3 separate regions of the Mus musculus genome follow, and all the other regions are linked to region 3. A link is a contact called in public promoter capture Hi-C data. All regions are on one chromosome and are shown on one strand. The core of a region is the stretch at or near the end of the contact, and the rest is flanking DNA. Distances in the headings are between cores, read along the strand shown.

Evidence for each region. Promoter capture Hi-C pulls out the DNA fragments that hold promoters and counts their contacts. Capture Hi-C pulls out chosen DNA fragments and counts their contacts.
Region 1: a promoter capture Hi-C map of pre-B cells shows a contact between it and region 3, with 6 times the contacts expected there. The contact joins the promoter of Elovl1 here to the promoter of Mob3c in region 3. A contact is called at or near these places in 3 of 39 promoter capture datasets (erythroid cells, liver and pre-B cells), 1 of 484 Hi-C or Micro-C datasets (CD8 T cells) and 3 of 9 other capture datasets (adipose tissue, liver and macrophages).
Region 2: a promoter capture Hi-C map of adipose tissue shows a contact between it and region 3, with 3 times the contacts expected there. The contact joins the promoter of Kdm4a here to the promoter of Mob3c in region 3. A contact is called at or near these places in 1 of 484 Hi-C or Micro-C datasets (CD4 T cells) and 2 of 9 other capture datasets (adipose tissue and liver).

The regions. Positions count from the first base shown.
Region 1 is chr4:118,426,644-118,429,343 of GRCm38.p6, reverse strand. It overlaps Elovl1 (elongation of very long chain fatty acids (FEN1/Elo2, SUR4/Elo3, yeast)-like 1), which reads right to left and starts at 1,251. Exons shown (of 8, transcript NM_019422.3): 1 at 1,129-1,251.
Region 2 is chr4:118,178,640-118,181,339 of GRCm38.p6, reverse strand. Kdm4a (lysine (K)-specific demethylase 4A) reads left to right here and starts at 1,297. Exons shown (of 22, transcript NM_001161823.1): 1 at 1,297-1,447.
Region 3 is chr4:115,826,721-115,829,420 of GRCm38.p6, reverse strand. Mob3c (MOB kinase activator 3C) reads right to left here and starts at 1,341. Exons shown (of 4, transcript NM_175308.5): 1 at 1,180-1,341.

The DNA.
Region 1 (2,700 bases), core at 2-2,501, 2.6 Mb before region 3:
GAGAGTGGGGGAGGTCTCAGGAATCTTTCCCTCTTCTGGGAGGGAGCCTCATGGGCTAGGTCCCCTCCTCCTCAAAGTTGGAAGGAATGCCAAGGGAAAGTTTATAGGGATACAAAAATTTAGCCTAGACCCAGGAGAGCCTAGGACTTTGTCCCAGAGGACTCCGGCAATTGCCCAACAAGCGGAGTGCTCCAGCTGCTCTCCATCAATCTCCAGCCTTGGGGCTTGAGTTCTACCATCCACATCCACGCTCTCACACAGTAATATGTACCTTCATCACACCGCTCTCAACCACCCCCAGAGACATGCATACCGCGCCAGGAGCTAGCCAGCATACATCCACACACAGTCCAGGCATATCTTGTTGACCACATCACCCAAACAGGCCTCCCTACTGGACTCGGACATGCCAGGCTCCTAAACTTCACACCTGTCAGGGATTGCATTAACCGCGGGACATACAGCTGACCAGGCATGGGTACATCTTCACCCACACCTCCCTTCTGCACACACAGCTCTCTGGTGAGTGACACTCATTTCTTCCTACAGTTAGACTTTGGTTGGTGGCTTATGTTGGAGTGGGGCCTAGCACTTAGGCATGTGCTCTGACACACGTGAGCTTGCCAGTTCCTTATCTCCTCCCTCAACCACCTCCTCCAATTCACTCGCCCTTCACCACCACTTAACACCGGGAGATACACAGTGACCCAGAGGGCAAGAGGGAGTCCAGACTTCTGAGGATCTCTCCCTAAGTTTGAGGGAAACCCGGGTGCGCACCACCCCCCTCCCGCAGTGAAACAGAGCCAGTTCCCTTAAGATGGATGGAAAAGAAAAAGGGCACCGGCATGGGGCAGGAAGGGAAAAGAGAGGAGTGGGCAAAGGGTGGAAGGCCAGGAGGTGCTGAAAAAGAACTAGGTGTGAGCAAATGGGGGTCAGGGGCCAAGGTGCCGGGGAGGGATCCTGTGGGCAGGCCCAGCCCCAGTGCCTGGGACCTCCCACCCACTCGCCCCAGGAACAGCCTCGCCCACAGCCTGGGCAGGGCAGGGCAAGGCAGGCAGGGCAGGGCTAGCCTGGCCAGCCAGGCAGGGGGCGCTGGCACGTGGGGAGCCATGGAAGGTACACACTCACCAGTGGAAACCAGGCGGGCAGCAGTGAAGGGTTCAAAGGGATCAGGGCCGGAGAGAAGTCCCCAGGGCCGCCTGCCGGCCACTTCCTCATCTGCTGGGCCGACTTTCTGTCACCAGAGGGGGAGGGGGCGGGCCGGGCGGGGGGCGCCTGCTGATTGGGCGGCTGGCCGAGGCAGGAGGGGCCGTCCAGCGCCTGCCTGGCCGCCAGGGCGGGAGCAGGGGCGGGTCGCCAGATCCCGGGGCAGGAAGCACACCCAGCCCCAGCTCTCCACCCCTTCCTTCGCATCTCTCAGCCTGTCCCGCCGATGACTATGGCTTGGCCCGCACCCAGCTTCTTCTTGAGGTTCAGCCTGCATGGCCCCATTCGTGGTCCTCTGTCCAGTCCAGCATGAGGACCCACTCATCTCCTGTCTGCTTTGTGACAGTCGCGGCTTATGATTACGGGAAATTTCCAGGGTTCAACCGTTCCCTCAAGGCTTTTCCTGGAAGAGGAGGGCCAGCTGTGCCTACTAAGGGCTGATTGGGGTGGCGGGAGGCTTTAGCGGGAGGCAGCAGTCGGCCACCACCATGCTTCTCAGAGCCTATAAACTTGGATGAGTCCTAGCTTTAGGAGGCACAGAGAGGATTTCCTGGAACGGAGATGGGAGAATACAAGTGGCCCCAGGCAAGAACTGTGAATCACTGTCTAAACTGGCCTTCAAGGTAGTGAAAGGGGGTGGGGGTGGGGGTAGCAAGTGAAATTGGCTGTGGTTCAATGTAGTAGATCTTGGAGGCCAAATGAGGCTGCCTGACTTATTCTAGAAGCAGAAGAAAACAAGAATTTTGAGGCAGCTCATCTCATCTGTCAGACATTTACTGGCCATCTACAGTGAGCGAAACCACATTAAGCTCTGCTCCCCACACTAACATAACTTATAACCCAGGTACAAGGTACTAGAGAGACCAGGTGAGAGGAAAACAGCTGGTCTGAAGAGGTAACAGATGGGGTTGGGAAAGCCAGACAACGTTGCAGGGGTAGGGGTGGGGGAGGAGTTAGATGTCAATTCAGTACCACCACCCACCCACCCCAGCACCAGATAGTCCAACTATTGCATGGCATGAAATCTGTCTTTCCTATAAAGACTCAATTACAGCTTGGACAACTGGATGATGTAAGTAGGCAGAGAGTTGAGGAATTTAGAAGAGGCAGTGGCTAGGAAGGATAATAGGTTCATAATTGGTGGATTTGGTTACCTAGGCATTGATAAGAGATGAAGGCCAGAGTATAGTTTTCAGCATTCTTTAGATTACCTGTTTACCTGTTAGCACCTACTCTTGACCAAAAAAAAAAAAAAAAAAAAAAAAAAAACAACCAGCAGAGAATTTACTTCCAAACCCAGCTTCTGTATCATTGTATACTAGACCCCCATGTCCCTGAAATGTCATTCTCAAGCCATAGCCTGAACTCCAGCCATCAAATGTCAGCAGCTTTCTCTCCAGTGAACATCTGTGGTGGATCCAAAAGCTCCCAGTGGAGCGTTCGGGATGGTGTTTTGCATGTGTGATTAAGACTTGTTAGATGAATGTGCACAAA
Region 2 (2,700 bases), core at 48-2,547, 2.4 Mb before region 3:
AACATTGGTAAACTCTTGCCATCCATCTCAACTCTCCTGAATTTGTTCCCCTTGAAAAATCCAGGCATGGACGAGAAGTTGTTTAAAAACTTTTTTTTTTTTTTTTTTTTGGTATTTTTTGAGACCGGGTTTCTCTGTATAGCTCTGGCTGTCCTGGAACTCACTTTGTAGACCAGGCTGGCCTCAAACTCAGAAATCTGCCTGCCTCTGCCTCCCAAGTGCTAGGATTAAAGGCATGTGCCACCACCGCCCAGCTTACTTTTTTTTTTTTTAACCTATTTATTTAGTGTGTTTGTGGCGGCGGTGACACTGCAATCCACTAAAGTCAGAGGACATCTTGTGAACTTGTATTGATTCTCTCCTTCAACAGCTTACCTCAGATCATAAGACTTGTGCCTTTCCTCTCAGTCATCTCTCTGTACCGAAGGGTTGGTTTTGAAAGCAGTTCAAACACAATACAACTCTTCTTCCCGGTGCTATCGGGAATTTTGCTCATGTTTTATGCCCTAGTGAGTTCTCCTCCTTATTTGACTTATAAGGGTGTTAACCTCTCTTTCTTCATCGTCCTTGACAATCTGGGAACTCCTTAAGGCTGCTCACAGCCTCTCAGGAACTGCTCCTAATGACTTCTAGGGATCCTGTTCGGCCCCCTGAAGTGCCTTTAATGATTCTTAGAATCACCCTGTTCGCTCCAAGAGCTGCTAATGACCCCAAATTTTCGCTCAAGGGGAGCCGCTTTTAAAAAGCCTCAGGGATATCTTCCTTCAGGATCTGTCCTAATGACCCCCCAGGGCTCCTTCTCCTGGAGCAGATCTTTACCTAACCCGCCTTGCCAGCAGGCGAGGGGCTTCTTAGAGAAGAGAGTCAAACTGAGAGTACTGGGCAAACTTGGACATGCTGGTCACGTTCTCTGAACTCCTTGACTTTAGAAACTTTCCCGGAGGTCTTCCATCGCCTTTATATCTTAGGCAAAGGAGTTACTCCAAGAAAATTAGGCTTATCCTTTCGCTAGAAACATCCTATAACCACCTGCTCGCCCTTCCCCATAACCGGCTAGCCCATTTCAGGGTATTCGCTTCTTTCTACCCAGCTTAACTATGGAGATCTGAGTCAGCCTCTGATAGGCTAACTCTGGATCCAGCCCTGATGCTCAGTGGCCCCAGTCCCCGGAGGCTCAGCGTTTTCTCCTGGCAACAGCTCGAGACGACGCTCATAGGCTAAGCGGACTCGTAGTTCCAGACGCCGAGTCGGTGTAGTGAGTGTTCATTGGTTAGCTGAGGACCTAAAGCCATTCTTGGGTTGGTTGACTATGGGCTCTGTGAGGCTGCGCAGAGTCAGACTTTAAAGGAGGCGGAGCTCTGTCTTTCGCCCTCAAGAAAGACAGTGGGATCGGCGAGTGGCGACAACAGCAATCGGGCCTGAGCCCTGCTAGGGCTTTAGGCTCCAGGTGAGAGCCATCGGGTTTTGGATTCCCCAAGGGGTTGATGCTGCCAAAACCCTTGGCCGTGAGCTCCAGTGGGGGAGGGTGGTGAGGTGGGTCTTTCTGTGCTCTGTGATCGACATGGGGTTTGAGCAATAGAGAAAGGAGCTTCTAAAATAAGTTTTGCGATTGGTTCTTTCCAATCTCTAGTGGCCAATGGGCGTCGGGAGAGGGGGGCGGGCCCACTGGGCCTTATTTTCTTCTTCCTGCGGCCGGGCCTCCCTCGCCTAGGCGGTGGGGCCGGGAGGGGCAGTGTCTGTAAGTGGTGTGTGGGGACACTGGGAACCGGGCTGCCTTTGGAGGGATGCCGCGGGGGTGGCTGCGGGGGCGGAGAGTGCGGGAGTTTCAGGTCACTGTTAGCAACAGCTGCCTTTATGGAGTGCTTACCGGGCCTAGCGTTTAGGGCTCGCTTGCATCATCTAAGTTAATCATACGATCCATCAAGGCAGGGGTTTGGGGTCCCCATTTTGCAGGTGGAGAAACTGAGACTCATCCAGTCCATTCACACAGCCAAGGTGTTAAAAAGTGACAGAGATCAGACCGGTATTCAGAGTTTTCACTCTAGAGCCGAAGGTTTAGCTCCCGGTACTCTTTGCTTTGTTGCTGAAGGCGGACGGGAAGGTGCCCCAGACCAGATTTCCCCAAGGGAATAGATCGCGGGAATGGAACCCTAGAGTTAAAGTAATGGGATGATCCGCTAAAGTGAGCAGAGGATATGAGTTATTCAGCAGTTACTGAGTGCCTACTTTGTGGCGAGCATTGTTCTAGCTTCTGGACACACAAAGATAAACAGAGCTAGAGGCAGATGAAGCAACATTGTGACCACCTTTGAAGCCCAGGGGAGGAGCCCCAGTCTGATATTTATGATACCTTTTTGTAAAAATTTCAAAAGTAGAATATATTGAAAATTTCCTTTTAAAAGGAAAAGTCTCCTAAATTGAATAGGCTTCAAGTTCCTCCACACTTTCAGAGAAGTCTTAGTTCATGTAAGTATTAGAGCTGAGGTAGCAGAAAGTGGTAGAAGATGCTTTAGAGGGGGCACTTTGGATACATTTCCTGGTATGTAAAGCAGGGATAACAGTATATCTTTTATGCAAAGTTAATGAAAAATGCCTAGCCAGAAATCCCTCCCTTGGAGTGGAATGGAAACCCAAGAGTTACCATGACAGGGTTTCTGTTTAATGCCCTGGAGTTTGCCTCCATGCTGCTTCCCAAAACCC
Region 3 (2,700 bases), core at 92-2,591:
TGCATGCATGAGCAAGTGTGTGGACACACATAAATAAATGTAATTAAGTTTTGAAAGTAAATCTTGCCTCTCAATAAATGAAAAGTGAGGGGGAAAGAACTGATATCAGCTCTGGGCCTCCATCTCTGCATGCCCATCTTCATATACCCACAGCACCACACACACACACACACACACACACACACACACACACATACACACACACGTTGGGATAGCTGAGAGGTCAAGTGGTACGTCCCACATGAACAGATGGCGAAACTGAGGCCTAGGAGGAGGATTTGAGGAGCCTGAATTTGCACAGCAAGTTAGAAGTAGGGGACTGGTATAAAAAGGGACTCAGCCTATGACAAGGTACAAAGTGTCCCTTTCCTGCTGTCTGGCCACTGGCCTGATATAGATAATTGTGAAGGAAGGGAGTAGAGAGGCCCCACCTCCTTAGTATAGAACTTTAGGCCCCAGGACTTTTCCTAGAAAGAGTAAACTTGGAGGTGAGTACGGAAGGTAAGCTAAGAGGGCATCCCGTCTGTTAGCACTATCCTCTCCCAGCCTCACACGGAGCCTCTCTTCCTCTTCCCTGTGGACCCCCCACTTTAATTACTAGGTAGGTGGTCAGTGGTTTGCTTACTCCGTGACCAAGCATTTAATCTTCCTAGATGAAGAGCACAGGCTGACTGACACTGCCTGTTTGTCTTACCTCGTCCCCTGCCAGGGACACACCTGCTCCTTCCTTAGTCTGGCTTAGAATCAGCCAGAAGATGGTCCCAGTTTGAACTCAGAATCTAGCCTAGCACGCCCTGCGGGACAAGATCTAAGTTTGAGATTCTCAGAGAAAGAGGGAGCGACAGACGCAGCGCTGTCCAGCCAGACCCGCCCCTACCTCCCGCGAGCTCCTAAGAACCTCCCCTTAGCTTCAGCTGTTAGGGCCAAACAGGTCCTAGGACCCAGAGGAGCCAGCCTGACATTTCCGCTCCTGAAGACACGCCCCCCACCACCGCCAGCTACCGCCACCCCCACCCCGGACTTCGGACACTGAGAGCCTCGGACCCTGGGCTGAGGACTGTGGCCAGCCTGCTTTTGGGCCGGAGTCGCTTCCAGAAGGTGCCACGCGAGGACCAAGAAGAACTAAAAGTGGAAGCAAGACTGGGCCCTGGGGGGCGCGGAGACGCGGCGCTCACTCACCCGCTCCGCCTGAGTGGACAGCTCCGGGTCTCTGTCCCTGCGGCCACACCGCAACGCGCCGGTCGTCCTCCGGCCTGTGATCCCGCCGTGCGGGTCTCAGCGTCTACCCACCAGTCTGATCTGGGCCGCGGCCGCCGTCCCGCCGCCAGTGCTCGAGGAGACGCCAGCTCCGCCCCAGGCTCAGCCACGCCGCGGCCACGGGGCGGGGAGGGGCGGGGAAAGGGACTCCCCCGTCCCAGGATACTTACTCTTCTCTTTAGCCTTTCCGGGAAGTGGGAAGTCCGATCGGGCTCGCTGTCTCCCCGAGGGCAAAGGACTAACTGAGGAGCCGCCCCAAAGGACCGCCTGGATCTTCCCTAAGGAGATAGCCTCAGATTCATAGGCTGTAGAATGGGAACAAGTTTAGCTTCCGCCTGAAGCAGAAAGAAAAACCGCTGTGGTTTGAATGGTTTCCTAGCCCTCCTGCAGTTATCTGAGCTTCACTTGTCTTTGAATTCAATAAAAGTTCCTAGCAGCCAATGTGTTCAGCTTCAGTCCACTGCCATACAGAGCAACTCAAAACCCACCACTGGAGGCTGCTGCTGGTGGATGGCGCATGTCTTTAATTTCAACACTAGCGAGGTAGAGGCAGGCAAATCTTTGAGTTCCAGGCTGCTAGCCAGCCAGGCTAGCCAGGGCTAGGTGGTAAGATGGTCTCTCTCTCTCTTAAAAACAAAACAAAACAAAACAAAACAAAACAAAACAAAACAAAACACCAAAACCAAAACCAAACCAAACCAAACCAAAACAACCAAACACTTAAATGAATAGCACACGTATGGGAGCCGTGGACTGGGTCAGTCCAGACAGAAACATTCCCAAAGAATGTTCAAAGAAGACCTCGCCTTCCTTGCACCTGGTTCTGGTTCTGTAGACTCTCACACCATCCAAAGTTACCCATTTCCTATCTTCCTTTGTCTCTGTTGTTCTTTAGAATGGCTTCTCTCCCAGCCTGTTCCATCTGGCTCCAAACCTTTGCATACTTGATCTACACTACCCACTCTTCTACCTAGATTCCTCCCCTGGAAACAGGCTGCTATCCCACATCAGTGCTCAATGCATACCATGGCTTGGCCCCAGGAACCTGTCTGCAGGATCTGCCTAGGGTGAGGAGGTTGAAGACAGAGTTCTACTAGGTGAGTGCTATGGTTAACCTTCATTGTTAGCTTCACTAGCTTCGGAACTACCAAGGAGTCGCCTCTCTGGGAGTGTGTATTCCCAAGGGGTTGTTTAACTGAGGAGGACTGGCTCTCCTTGAATGTGTCTCCTGCCATCCTGAACTAAACTAACAGAAAGGTGGGTGAGGGTGGGGGAGCCAATAGAGCACAGGTGTCCATCCACCTCCATTTCTTCACCACTGTTCCAGACTCTTGCTGTCACAGCTTAGAGCCTGTCTTGACATACTTTCCCTACCATGGTGGACTGCACTCTCAAACTGTGAGCCAAAACAAAAAGCTTTTCCTTAGTATTTTGTTACAGCAT